Regions from separate parts of the Rattus norvegicus genome. Here region 2 is linked to region 1. Evidence: chromatin contacts called from public Hi-C data. All regions are on one chromosome and are shown on one strand. The core of a region is the stretch at or near the end of the contact, and the rest is flanking DNA. Distances in the headings are between cores, read along the strand shown.

Region 1 (5,936 bases), core at 2,560-5,059:
AAGAAATAGTTTTGTAAGTTAATATCATCAACAGAAGGCCTGGTGTGGTGCTTAGAAGGTAGAGGAGGGAGGGAAGCAGGAATTCAAGGTCTTTCTTCCTTTCCTCCACTGTCCTCCCCTGTCCTCCCCTCTCCTCTCCCTCTCTCCTTCTCCCCCTCTCTCTTCCCTTCCCCTTCTCCCTCCCCCTCCCCCTCCTCTCCGAGACAGGGTCTTATGTAGCCCTGGATGTCCTGGACTTGCTATGTAGACCAGACTGGCCCAGAACTCACACAACTCTACCAGACTCTACCTCCAGAGTGCCGGCCTTAAAGGAGTGTGCCTCCACACTTGGCTTCAAAGTCATTCTTGGCTCTATATTGAGTTCAAGGCAAGCCTGGGCTGCATGAGACCCAGTTCCAAGACACAGACTTTATAGGTTTTGGGTTAAGGAATTCCATAATTTCTAATGGCTAGAGGTTTAATAAGTTGATACAATTTGTTCAAATTGATATCTCATTTAAGTTTTTTTTTTAAAGATTTATTTGTTCATTTATTATATATAAGTACACTGTAGCTGTCTTCAGATACACCAGAAGAGGGCATCAGATCTCTTTACAGATGGTTGTGAGCCACCATGTGGTTGCTGGGAATTGAACTCATGACCTCTGGAAGAGCAGTCGGGTGCTCTTAACCGCTGAGCCATCTCTCCAGCCCCCCTCATTTAAGTTGTTAAATCCACTGTTATATAAGCCCAAAGCTACAAATGGAAGAGGTTACTTTCCAGAAAAACAGTCCAAAGAGAGATACTTATTTACTATTTGTTTATTTATTTGTCTATTCCTTCATTTGCTTATTTTGAGACAGAGTTGTTCTATGTAACCCTGAGGGCCCTGGAATTTGCTACATAGATCAAGTTTGGCCTGAAACTAACAGATATCTGCCTGTGTGTCTATCTCCAGAGTGCTGGGATTAAAGGTCATGAGCCACCACGACTGGCGGGAGTTAAGATCGATAATTTATCTTGCCATAAGTTTATAAAACTGACGTATTATCTTTGCAGAAATGCTGAGTTAGACATAAACGGACTCATAAAAAAAAATCAAGTTCAACATTCTGAAAACATGGAAGGACTTAACAAGAGATTCAACCCAAGGCGGAGAAAGTCTGCCTACTCCAGTACTGCCGGGTTTGTGAGTGGCGCATGCTTTCAGTAAGGCAAATTGTTCATTGGGACCTTCGAGGTTGTGGTGTCAGCAAATAAAGGGGGCAGAGCTCCCCGCTGGCAGCCACCTCCCTGCAACAGCCTGAGGGGGTCCTCTAGAGTTTTAGGGACCTTGATTCAGGCTGAACCAGGATTCATGGTTTTGATATTCAAAAGAATTCCAGAACTAAACTAAACTAAACTCAACTCAACTAAAGGAAGTGGAGGTTGGTGGTCTGGTCTGGTCTTTAATTTAGGCTTTAGCCTGAGGTCAGGAGAAAGTGTTCAGAACTGCAGCCGGGCTGAGAGGAAGGATGTGGGCTGCTCAAAGACAGCCATGGCTGTCTATGTATGTTTTATACATAGTCATGAGACTTTTAAAAAAGATTTATTTTTTTTTCTTTTCTTTTTTTCGGAGCTGGGGATCGAACCCAGGGCCTTGCGCTTGCTAGGCAAGCGCTCTACCGCTGAGCTAAATCCCCAACCCTAATATATATATATATATATATGTATATATATATATATATATATATATATATATATTGTCGTCTTCAGACACACCAGAAGAGGGCATCCGATCTCATTTCAGATGGTTGTGAGCCACCATGTGGTTGCTGGGGTTTGAACTCAGGACCTCTGGGAGAGCAGTCAGTGCTCCTAACCGCTGAGCCATCTCTCCAGCCCATCATATGAGATTTTGATGGAGTTTGAAGCTAATAGTATGCTACCACTGGATGGCTGCCGGGTGCATTAGGTGGCATTACAGTCAGTAAGGAAAAGTGTAGCCCACAGGGACGTTTGCTGTAAGTAGTTTTGCTTTCTGTTCTCTGGCAATGTCTGGAGAAAGGAATGAGAGCCTGACCAGGTCATATACACTCAGGCCTTAAGTGTGGTTGTTGCTACTTTTTTTTTTTTTTTTCTTTTTTTCGGAGCTGGGGACCGAATCCAGGGCCTTGCGCTTGCTAGGCAAGTGCTCTACCACTGAGCTAAATCCCCAACCCCAATAATTATGAGTACGCTGCCGCTGACACAGCAGAAGAGGGCATCAGATCCCATTTCAGATGGTTGTGAGCCACCATGTGGTTGCTGGGAATTGAACTCAGGACCTCTGGAAGAGCAGTCAGTGCTCTTAACCACTGAGCCATCTCTCCAGCCCTGGGTTGTTGCTACTTTGACATAAAATATCTAGGTCTGAAATGAATATCAACTCTAGGTCAGCATCCTAGACAACAATTGTCGTGTTGAAGTTCCTGCTTCTCACCTGGTGACAGCCCTAGCTGGCCTCAAATGCACAGAGATCTGCCTGTCTCTGCCACCTGTGTGCTGGTGTTAAGTGCTCTGAGATGAGGGCCTCATTTTGGACTACACAAAGAAACCCTGTCTCAAAATTCAAAAAACACCCCCCCCCAACAAAAAGCAAACAAAACAAAACAACAGCAAAAAACAAAAAAACAACAACAACAAAAAACACCCGATCCTTAAAAAACAGCAGAATGTTTGTACTTGCGCGATAGTTTCTCTTTTGAGAGGTATCACACACTTTAATATTCACAGCGATCCTGTGAGAAATGCCCTGTGTCCTCTTGATCCACAGAGGGCAGAGCGGACTCTGGAACCCAGCCCGCTAAGGCCACCACTGGACTTCCGTGGGATCTTTACAAGAGTAGGCGAGCTTCCTGAAGCTCAGCTGATCTCAGTTTGAGAGCCTGTGGCTAGGAGCATTGAGTGACTGCTACTTCAGTTTGCTCGCCCGCCGGTTGCAAGGGAGTGCCAGCGGCTTTTTGGGGCGTCAGAGCAATCTGGCTTTGGATCCCTAAACCCTGAGCAAACCCAAACCATCGAGCGTAACCTTTGGAAAACGTTTTGAGCTTGACTTTTCTCATTAATAGAGCATATGTAACAGTGGTTCTCAACCTGAGGGTCCTGACCCTGTTGAGGAGGGAATTGTCAAACGATCGTTTTACAGGGAGTGTATATAAGATATCCTGCATATCATACATTTACATTACAATTCATAACAGTAAAATTGCAGTTATAAAGTAGCAATGAAAATAATTTTTTGGCTCGGGGTCACAACAACATGAGGTACTGTATTAAAGGGTGGGTGGCAGCATTAGGAAGGTTGAGAGCCACTGATCTATATTTTGCTTTATTCCATGCTTTACTGAAACTGAACACACGATCGCTTGGGTCACAGAAAGCATGAGTGAACTGGCAGTTTCAAATACCCTAAGCTTTGGAACTCTGAGGAGGAGTTAGTTCCTCGCTCCCTATTCTTAATGGCACTTGTTTCCACGAGGTTCCCTTGGAGGAGCGAATCAGAAGCTGGGGAAAAGTGAGAGGGATAGGACAGAATGGAGAGGCAAGGCAATCTAGCTCTGCTTGCAAAAGCTCAGCTTCCAGTCGCACCTAGTACGCTCGTCCCGGCTCACTACTCAGGAGACCCTGGCAGGAAGGCTCCGGGAATCTGGCGAAGGGTGCCGGGAAGGAAAGCCGGGCAAGCAGGGGGCGGGGCCAGGGGCGGGCCTATGGCAAATAGAGGGCGTGGCCCGTGGCTCAGGGGCGGGGCCGCGGGCGGGGTCCAACAGAGTTTCTTCGCTGCGCGCGCCACGTCTCCCTCTGCGAGCGTGTGGAGGAGCCGGCAGGGGAGGGAACAGCCGCGTGGGGCGGGAACTAGCTCCTCTCGCGAGAGTTGGCGACGGCCGCGGCGGCGTGTCCGTGAGAGCGGCGTGGGGGCGGGGAGGAGAGGCGGCGGCGGCGTCCGAGCTACGCCACACGGGGCCGGGGCGCCGGGAGCCGGAGCGCAGCGCGGGGTCGTGGCGGCGGCGGTGAGGGAAGCGGGGCGGAGGAGGTGGAGCCATGGCGGGCCAGCAGTTCCAGTACGATGACAGCGGGAACACCTTCTTCTACTTCCTCACCTCCTTCGTGGGGCTCATCGTGATCCCCGCCACCTACTACCTCTGGCCGCGAGACCAGAATGCGGGTGAGTCCCGTCGGCGGCCCGCCCAGGCGCGCTCAGGGGTCGCTCCGCTCCGCTCCGGGCCGCACCGTCCTGCCCCCCGGTGCTGCCCCGCGTCCCGGTGACGCTGTCCGCGGCGGGGCCTGAGGGCCGCGGTCCGCGGGGCCGAAGCTCGGCGGCGATTTCCGGGGTCGCCCGTCCGCCTGCGCGGTCCCGGGGAGTTTGGCTTGGACCGGCTCCGCATTGTTCTGGATGCTCGTCGCCTGCTGCCTCTTTGTCTCCCCGGCCTCAGCTTTTGTTGGGTGTTCTTTCTGGAGGGAGCGGGATGGGCTGGGACGGGGGGCGAGAGAAGAGTTGGCCGAGGAGGAAAAGGAGCGTGCGGGCACCACTTTGCATCCTTCGCTCCCGCCACCCATCTTCCCCTCGCATCCCGGTGTCCCCGCTGCAGCTGTTGGGACAGATGTTTGGGGGCACCCCCGAGCTGGGCGGCGTGTTTGGGACTTCCAAGTGAGCTCACCAGCAGCCCACCCCCGTCACTTCCTCCCTTTGGCTTTTTTCATTTGTTCAATCACGTCGCGGGGGTTGTTAAGCGCTGCCGTTATTCCTTTTATAAAAGCGAAAAAAAGAGGTTTTTCTCCGTTTCCTTTCCTCTGGACTTTCCTGTTTACAACGGAAAGGTGCAAGCATGGAGGATTAAGCTAGGTTCGTGTGGGGTCGCTAGCTCATTTGCTCTTAGTTCTTGAGTCTTCACGGTAAACGTCGTGTCAGGACGCAATCTAATACCGTTTTAGAGCATGTTACGTGTAAGACTGTAATGTTGGGTTCTGTGTTGCACTTGCCTGAGACATATGGCACCAGATATTCTTGAAGCTGATGGCGCTGACTGCAAGCGCCTAATGGGTTATTTCTGGTGGTGTTAACCATAATTAGTAGGTTTCGAGTATAACAGCGGCGCTGAGGGAGAGCTTTCTGTGTCTGCTAAGTTGCTTTTAGGTTGGGTGTGGTGATGATCTAAGTTGTCTAGGTTGTGTACTGGACCTTGGGAAAAGTTGTTAACACTTTGCTCAGGTCTTGCTACACTTTGATGAGAGAATTCAATGTCCTGTAAAATTACTTAGTTTCACAATAGAACTAAATTTAGGGTGAAGAGCAAGCAACAATTGCATGCATCTCTTTTGTACATTTGAAGTAAGTTGAGTAGCAACAATTTACCCAAAGTTCCTAGCCTCCCTAGTTTCTCATTCTGGGTTGGCTTACGGAATTTTCATTTGGGCCTCTTGAGTTCTGTGTTTCAAAGTTCATTTAGATAATGTGGGATTTTGAACAGTGGCTGTATGTACCTTTGGTGTCATAACACAGAAATGTTTTTTTTCTTGACTGTTCCCCTCGGCCATTCTTTCAGGATTTCAAGTTAAAGGGATCCATGCCCAGTGTGGTGGCTCCCAAGTGTTATCCCAGGCCTTTTGAGAGGTGGAGGCAAGATGGTTAAGAGTTCAAGGCCACTGACATTGGCTACATAGTGAGTTCAAAGCCAGTCTGGCAGCCTGTCTCAAAAATAGGACCGCAGGATGGCCCAGCAGGTAAAGGCCCTTGCCCTACTCTGGCAACTTGATTCAGCCCCGTGGAACTACAGGTTGAAAGGAAAAACTGACTCTTAATTGGTGCTGTAGGCATCCACCCTAGTCTGAGTGATTAATAAAAAGAAGAAAGAAAGAAAAGCAACAGGAGCGAGGGTCTACTTTCAGTATTGTAGTTAATGTCCGCTGCTTACCACCAACCTGCCTTGTGCTTGTTGTG
Region 2 (5,655 bases), core at 1,808-4,307, 43 kb after region 1:
AATGATTCATGTCCTGTTTCTGAATAATTCCTTTATTTGTCTTAGCTAATCAGGGAAATTGGCAGCATAAATTTAAAGAAGAATGAACCTCCACTTACCTGTCCATATAGCCTGAAGGCCAGAGTTCTTTTACTGTCTCATCTTGCTAGAATGAAAATTCCTGAGACACTGGAAGAAGGTATTTGTGATTAACATTTGAAGGGCTTTAAGGGGACCAAAGCAACAGATACAAGCAGTCCTGGCGATTCAGCACTTAGATGCTGTTCTTTTTTCCCCAACCACATAGTTGTTTATATTTCTTTTAAAAAAATCTATATGCTGTGCACATATTTTGCAGATAGTAAAGGTCTGCATCAGGTGCTTTGGCAAATGTCAAAATGTGTTGTTTGGAGACGAGAATACTTTGTATGAGATGGTTGCTAACTGTGGGTTAGCGAGGGTTCGCGCTGGCTTTGCTTTTTGTCCGCAGTGCTGTCTCTCCGCTATCCTTGCTCTTTCTCAGCTCTCTCCGGACTAAGATCATAGATGTGGGACATCATGTCTGACTCCTAGGTTTTTTTTGAGAAAAGAACTTGAAAGCCTTTTAGCAGGGACAAAAGTGGATTTTATATTAAATGTCTGACCCTCTTAATCCAACATAATTCTCTCCATTTCTCAGTAGTAACTACAGAGAAATGGTTTGATCTTTACTTAAAGGTTCACTCCCTCACAAGAGAGAGTGTTTGAAGCTCTCTCTCCTTCCTCTTCAGAACAGAGGCTGGAGATGGAAGCATTTGCAGAGACCGTGGATGGATGCCATCTCCTTTTCAGTAGGGACTTAGAACACACTGTCCTAAGGACAAGTGTGCTTTTTGAATGAAATCTTTCTGCTGCATCACTGTCCGACTAGTGGTGCAGCCCGGACGTCTGACAATATGATGGTCCAGTGCTCAGTCCTTGGTGCCAGCCAGCGGGTGCTTCGGGTGGAAGGGAAGGGGAGAGTTAGGCACCACCATTGGAATTACTTTGAAATAAATGAGTAGTTTTGTTACTAATGTTCTGTGCACATATATAGGCACTTTTACTAGTAATTTCTCACACATAGGTGACCTGCTTTTTAGGCAGAATACAAAATTTAATAGATTTCATTTTAAAAGTTAGTTTTATTTACCTGGGTATTCTTTCTGCGTGTATATACTGGTACCACAGAGGCCTAAAGAGGGAGGGCATTGGGTCCCCTGGAATTGCAGTTATGAGGAGTTTAGCTGTTGGAAGTTGAACTCAAGTCATCTACAAGAGTAGCCAGAGCTCGTTCATAACTCTTGAGCCATCTCTCCTCAAATGGAGAAGTGTAAATGTAACTGTTAAAGAACTGTTAAAGCGGGGCTGGGGATTTAGCTCAGTGGTAGAGCGCTTACCTAGGAAGCGCAAGGCCCTGGGTTTGGTCCCCAGCTCCGAAAAAAAGAACCAAAAAAAAAAAAAGAACTGTTAAAGCACTTATTTCTTTTTTTTTTTTTTTCTTTTTTTCGGAGCTGGGGACCGAACCCAGGGCCTTGCGTTTGCTAAGCAAGCACTCTACCACTGAGCTAAATCCCCAACTCCAAAGCACTTATTTCTATTGCTGGTTCTTGGCCTCAGGATCTGACTGCGTGTCAAATACTCTACTGCATAGCTCTGTTTCCAGGCTGTTAGAATTTTTTAATATAAATTTTATTTTAATGTATATGAGTATTTTGCCCACAATATGTGTTCCGTGCCTGAGAAGGCCAGAAGAGAGTATTAGATCACCTGGGACTATAGTACAGACTGTTGTCAGCCGCCATGTTGGTGCTAGGACTTGAATCTGGGTCCTCTGAAGAGTGATCGCTGCTCTCACCCACTGAGTTTTCTTTGCCAGTCCGTTTTGTATATGTTTGTTTCTGGAAGGTGGACTCAGATCATCAGGCTTGCAGCAGAAGCTAAGCACAAGGAGTGCTTAGCCAGCCCCTTGGTTAACTTCTTCCCCTTCCTGCATTGACTGACTTTATTCTCACTCACGGTCTCTGTGTTTAACCACAGTTACAGGAGCATAATAGCTGCAGGAATAGAGCAGTCCCAGAGATAGCGGGATTGGAATTGAATTCATGATTAAGACCGTTTTAAAGAAAATAAGGAATATATAATAAATAGTACCCCATTCTGTTAGAATTTTGGCTTTGCTACATCTTCTGCTAGTGATGACTTTCTGTCTTGTGTTTGCAGTAATGTTGAGGAGAAATTTTCTTTGAAACATTAAGATTCTGAGGCTGGGTAGAATATTTAAGGGCAGCACATTTTGTGCTAGCCTTGGGCTTCAAGTGGGAAAGGTTTTTTGACTGTAAGATTAGAATAGTTTATTTCAGGGTTTTTGCTTTGCTTTTTCAGATCAACAGTTCATGCTGAAAAAGTGTCCTGCTCTGCTTCAGGAAATGGTGAATGTAATCTGCCAGCTGATAATAATGGCCCGGAGCCGTGAAGGTGAGGGGGAGGGGGAGGGGAGGGGGAAGGTGGAGGGGGGGGAGGAGGAGGGAAAGGGGGAGGGAAAGATGAGGAGGAGGAGGAAGAGGAGGAGGAGGAAGAGGAAGAGGAGGAGGAGGAAGAGGAGGAGGAAAAGGAAGAGAAGATAGAATTGTGCTTGCCCTGGGGGGCGTTGGCCTGGTTCACTTAACAGTTAAGGCTTTATGAAGATGTAATTATAGTTCGAACACCAGGGTCGGGGTTCTCAGATTGCTTATGGCTCAGTCTTTTCATTTGCTTTATTTTTAGTGCTTTAAACTTTTTCTTTCCTCTGAATACTTTTGAGTTATTTTTGTATTTTCACAGTGAGTTTGAAATAATTTTTTAATTGGCATAATACGGTTTTTTGTTTGTTTGTTTTGTTTTTTGGATGAAAAGAACAGGAATTTTTGGCCATTATTGGAAAAGAGGCTAAAAAAAAAGGAGAGTGTTTATAGTTTCTTGTTGGTGATTTTAATTCTTGGCAGTGTTACAGTGCCTTTGGAATGTCCCAACATCTGCTAGTTGGAGTTAACACAGGAGTTCTTAGCCAGGCGGGACGTAATCCTGTAACTTCAGCACTGCTTAGGCACAGGAAGGAGTCCTGCTTGAAGTCAGTCTGGGCTTCACACAGCAACCTCATTGCCTCAAAGTAAACAAAAATACATCTGAAAACACAAAATCTCTCCTACGTTTTGAGATGGGCTCTTGCTGTGTAGTCACACTGGCTTTGAACTCAGTCTTTCTCCCTCAGCTTCCTAAGCAGAAGGTTTCCCTGTGCTCCACCTCGCCTGGCTCAGGACATTTGGGGATTCGTGTTTGTGGCTGCATCTTACTCCGTCACCCAGGCTGGTCTTGAAAGCACTGCCCTCACCTCAGCTCCCTGGTGCTTGGATTGCCATCCAGGGCTTGGGAGTGTGGCTGCTCTCCAGGTTACGTCATGGTGTGTTGTTAGCGCCTGATGCTTTATGATTATTGGAGTTGATAGAGAGATTCTTGTTAATGGTTGTTGCTGGGTAATGCACAATGACCAATTTTATGTATTTTTAACATTTTTTTCAGTAGCTTTAAAGGAAAATCAATATCCAGATCTTGAATTTTAGGTGTTAGATGTTAGTGTGATTTTATCCCTTGTGATAAAAGTATAAAAAGTATAGCTCTTTTGTTTCTTTTTCTCCTGTTCTTTCTAAGAAAGGGAGTTTCGTGCTCCAACTTTGGCATCCTTAGAAAACTGCATGAAGCTTTCCCAGATGGCTGTTCAGGGGCTGCAGCAGTTCAAGTCTCCCCTTCTGCAGCTCCCTCACATCGAAGAAGACAATCTTAGAAGAGTTTCAAACCACAAAAAGGTTTGTTGACTGCTTTCTAGTCAAAGTTTACCAACTTGTGTAACAAGGGAATGTGAATAAAAGAAGTGTTCTAGACTTCATTATGTAGGTTTCTTAGATTTAGAATTTTTTTTTTTTTTGGTTCATATTTCTTGATTAGGTGGTTTTATGTATTTTGCTACTATAGAATTACTGTTTTGCATTGAGTAAATTTTAGTTAATACTTTGTACATCTCAAAGATTTATATATCAAGTAATAATACACTGTATACTTTCCATTTTGTTTTTGACTTAAAAGTTGGGTAGTTGTTATAGTTGAGTATGAACAAAACTAAAAAAAAATCGAAGTATTTACAAAACTAATGTTGGATGGATGGTAGTCAAGTGCTTGCTTGGTATGCACAGGACCCTGGGTCAGTACCATCTAGTTACAGGGTGTGGGAGGATGCGGTCATTAAGAGAATTTCTTTTTTTTAGGAAATACAGTAAACACTTGAATATTTCAAAAGTATGTAGAAATGAAAAGGTTTGGGAAATAAAACAGAGTTGTGATTATAGGAGGAGATTTTAAGCATTTCTCTTGGGCGTGGTGGTGTGAGCATGTACTGTATGCTCAGCCTTTTGGGAGGATGAAGCAGGAGGGTTGTAGGAAATTTGAGGCCTAGGCTAAGTAGTGAACTGGAGGCCAACCTGGGCCAGAGTGAGCCCGTTTTAAGAAAACAAAGAGAGGGGCTGGAGAGATGGCTCAGTGGCTAAGAGCACTGACTGCCCTTCCAGAGGTCCTGAGTTCAAATCCCAGCAACCACATAGTGACTCACAATCATCTGTAATGAGAACTGATGCCCTCTTCTAGTGTGTCTGAAGAGAACTACAGTGTACTTGTATATAATAAATAAATAAATCTTTAAAAAAGTATTTATAAAAAAAAAAGAAAACAAAGAGAAAAAGAAAAAAGTTACTTTGTATACAATAAAAGAAGTAAGTTAAAGACAGGCTTTGGATTTGGTGGTGTTAAAGGAAATAACTGTATAAGAAGTCGGTATCCAAGTTCAGTTTATTAGTCATTGCCGTTATGTTACACATGAGTCTACACCAGCATTGAATTAAAATTCGCCTGCCTCATGATTTAATCTCTGTGAAAATGAAAAGTACCTAGTACTTAACTTTCAATTAATTTAAATATATTAGATTTATTGCATAGAAAACTTCTAGAGGCCACCTGTACTTGGAAGATTTTCTTTTTAAGGCTGAAAATAAATTTAGGACAACAGTTTATTGTTTTAGTCTATATGAACATGTTTTTATTTTTATGCTGTCTTTTTTTCTGACAAATCCTGTAAGGAATTTATAAAACAAACTTAGTTTTAATGGTTTTGCTTTGAAATGCCCATAATGATAACTTTTTATGAAGTTGCTGGCTTTTATTTGGTCAGCATGCCATTAATTTTCATTGGATGAAAATTTTTATTTATTCATTCATTCATTTTATTTATTTTTCTTTTTTAGTTCAAAATTAAAAGTATCCAGGATTTGGTCAGTTTAAAAGAAGCAGATCGTCATAGTCTGCTACACTTCCTTGAAGATGAAAAGTATGAAGAGGTCATGGCAGTTCTTGGGAGTTTCCCGTATGTGACCATGGACATAAAATCACAGGGTGAGTGGGTTCCCTGTGCACATCGATGATCTGCTCTCGTTTACTTGAGTCAGGCTCCTTCTTTGTCCCTTCATCTCGCTACTCTGTCTCTCCAGCCTTCATCGACCTTTTAGGTCAGGTTCTTGAGGCTTGGAGAGATCTTCCTCCGCCTTACCAGAGCTGAGGTGCAGACAGGCACGCTCC

Evidence for each region. A called contact is a pair of places that touch in the nucleus more often than the background predicts.
Region 2: a Hi-C map of liver shows a contact between it and region 1, with 2.2 times the contacts expected there. The contact joins the enhancer-like site here to the promoter of Sec63 in region 1. A contact is called at or near these places in 3 of 12 Hi-C or Micro-C datasets (hepatocytes and liver).

Annotation. Positions count from the first base shown.
Region 1 is chr20:47,823,482-47,829,417 of GRCr8, forward strand. It overlaps Sec63 (SEC63 homolog, protein translocation regulator), which reads left to right and starts at 3,810. Exons shown (of 20, transcript NM_001107637.1): 1 at 3,810-4,163. The coding sequence starts at 4,040.
Region 2 is chr20:47,866,899-47,872,553 of GRCr8, forward strand. Sec63 (SEC63 homolog, protein translocation regulator) reads left to right here. Exons shown (of 20, transcript NM_001107637.1): 10 at 46-178; 11 at 2,383-2,475; 12 at 3,685-3,839; 13 at 5,325-5,472. Among named protein-coding and RNA genes, the nearest start is that of Sec63, 42 kb to the left of the region's middle. Within about 2 kb of position 3,058, at least 8 of the 93 cell types and tissues checked have an H3K27ac peak or open chromatin away from gene starts, as enhancers often do. A contact at or near this core is called in liver, where this site is marked.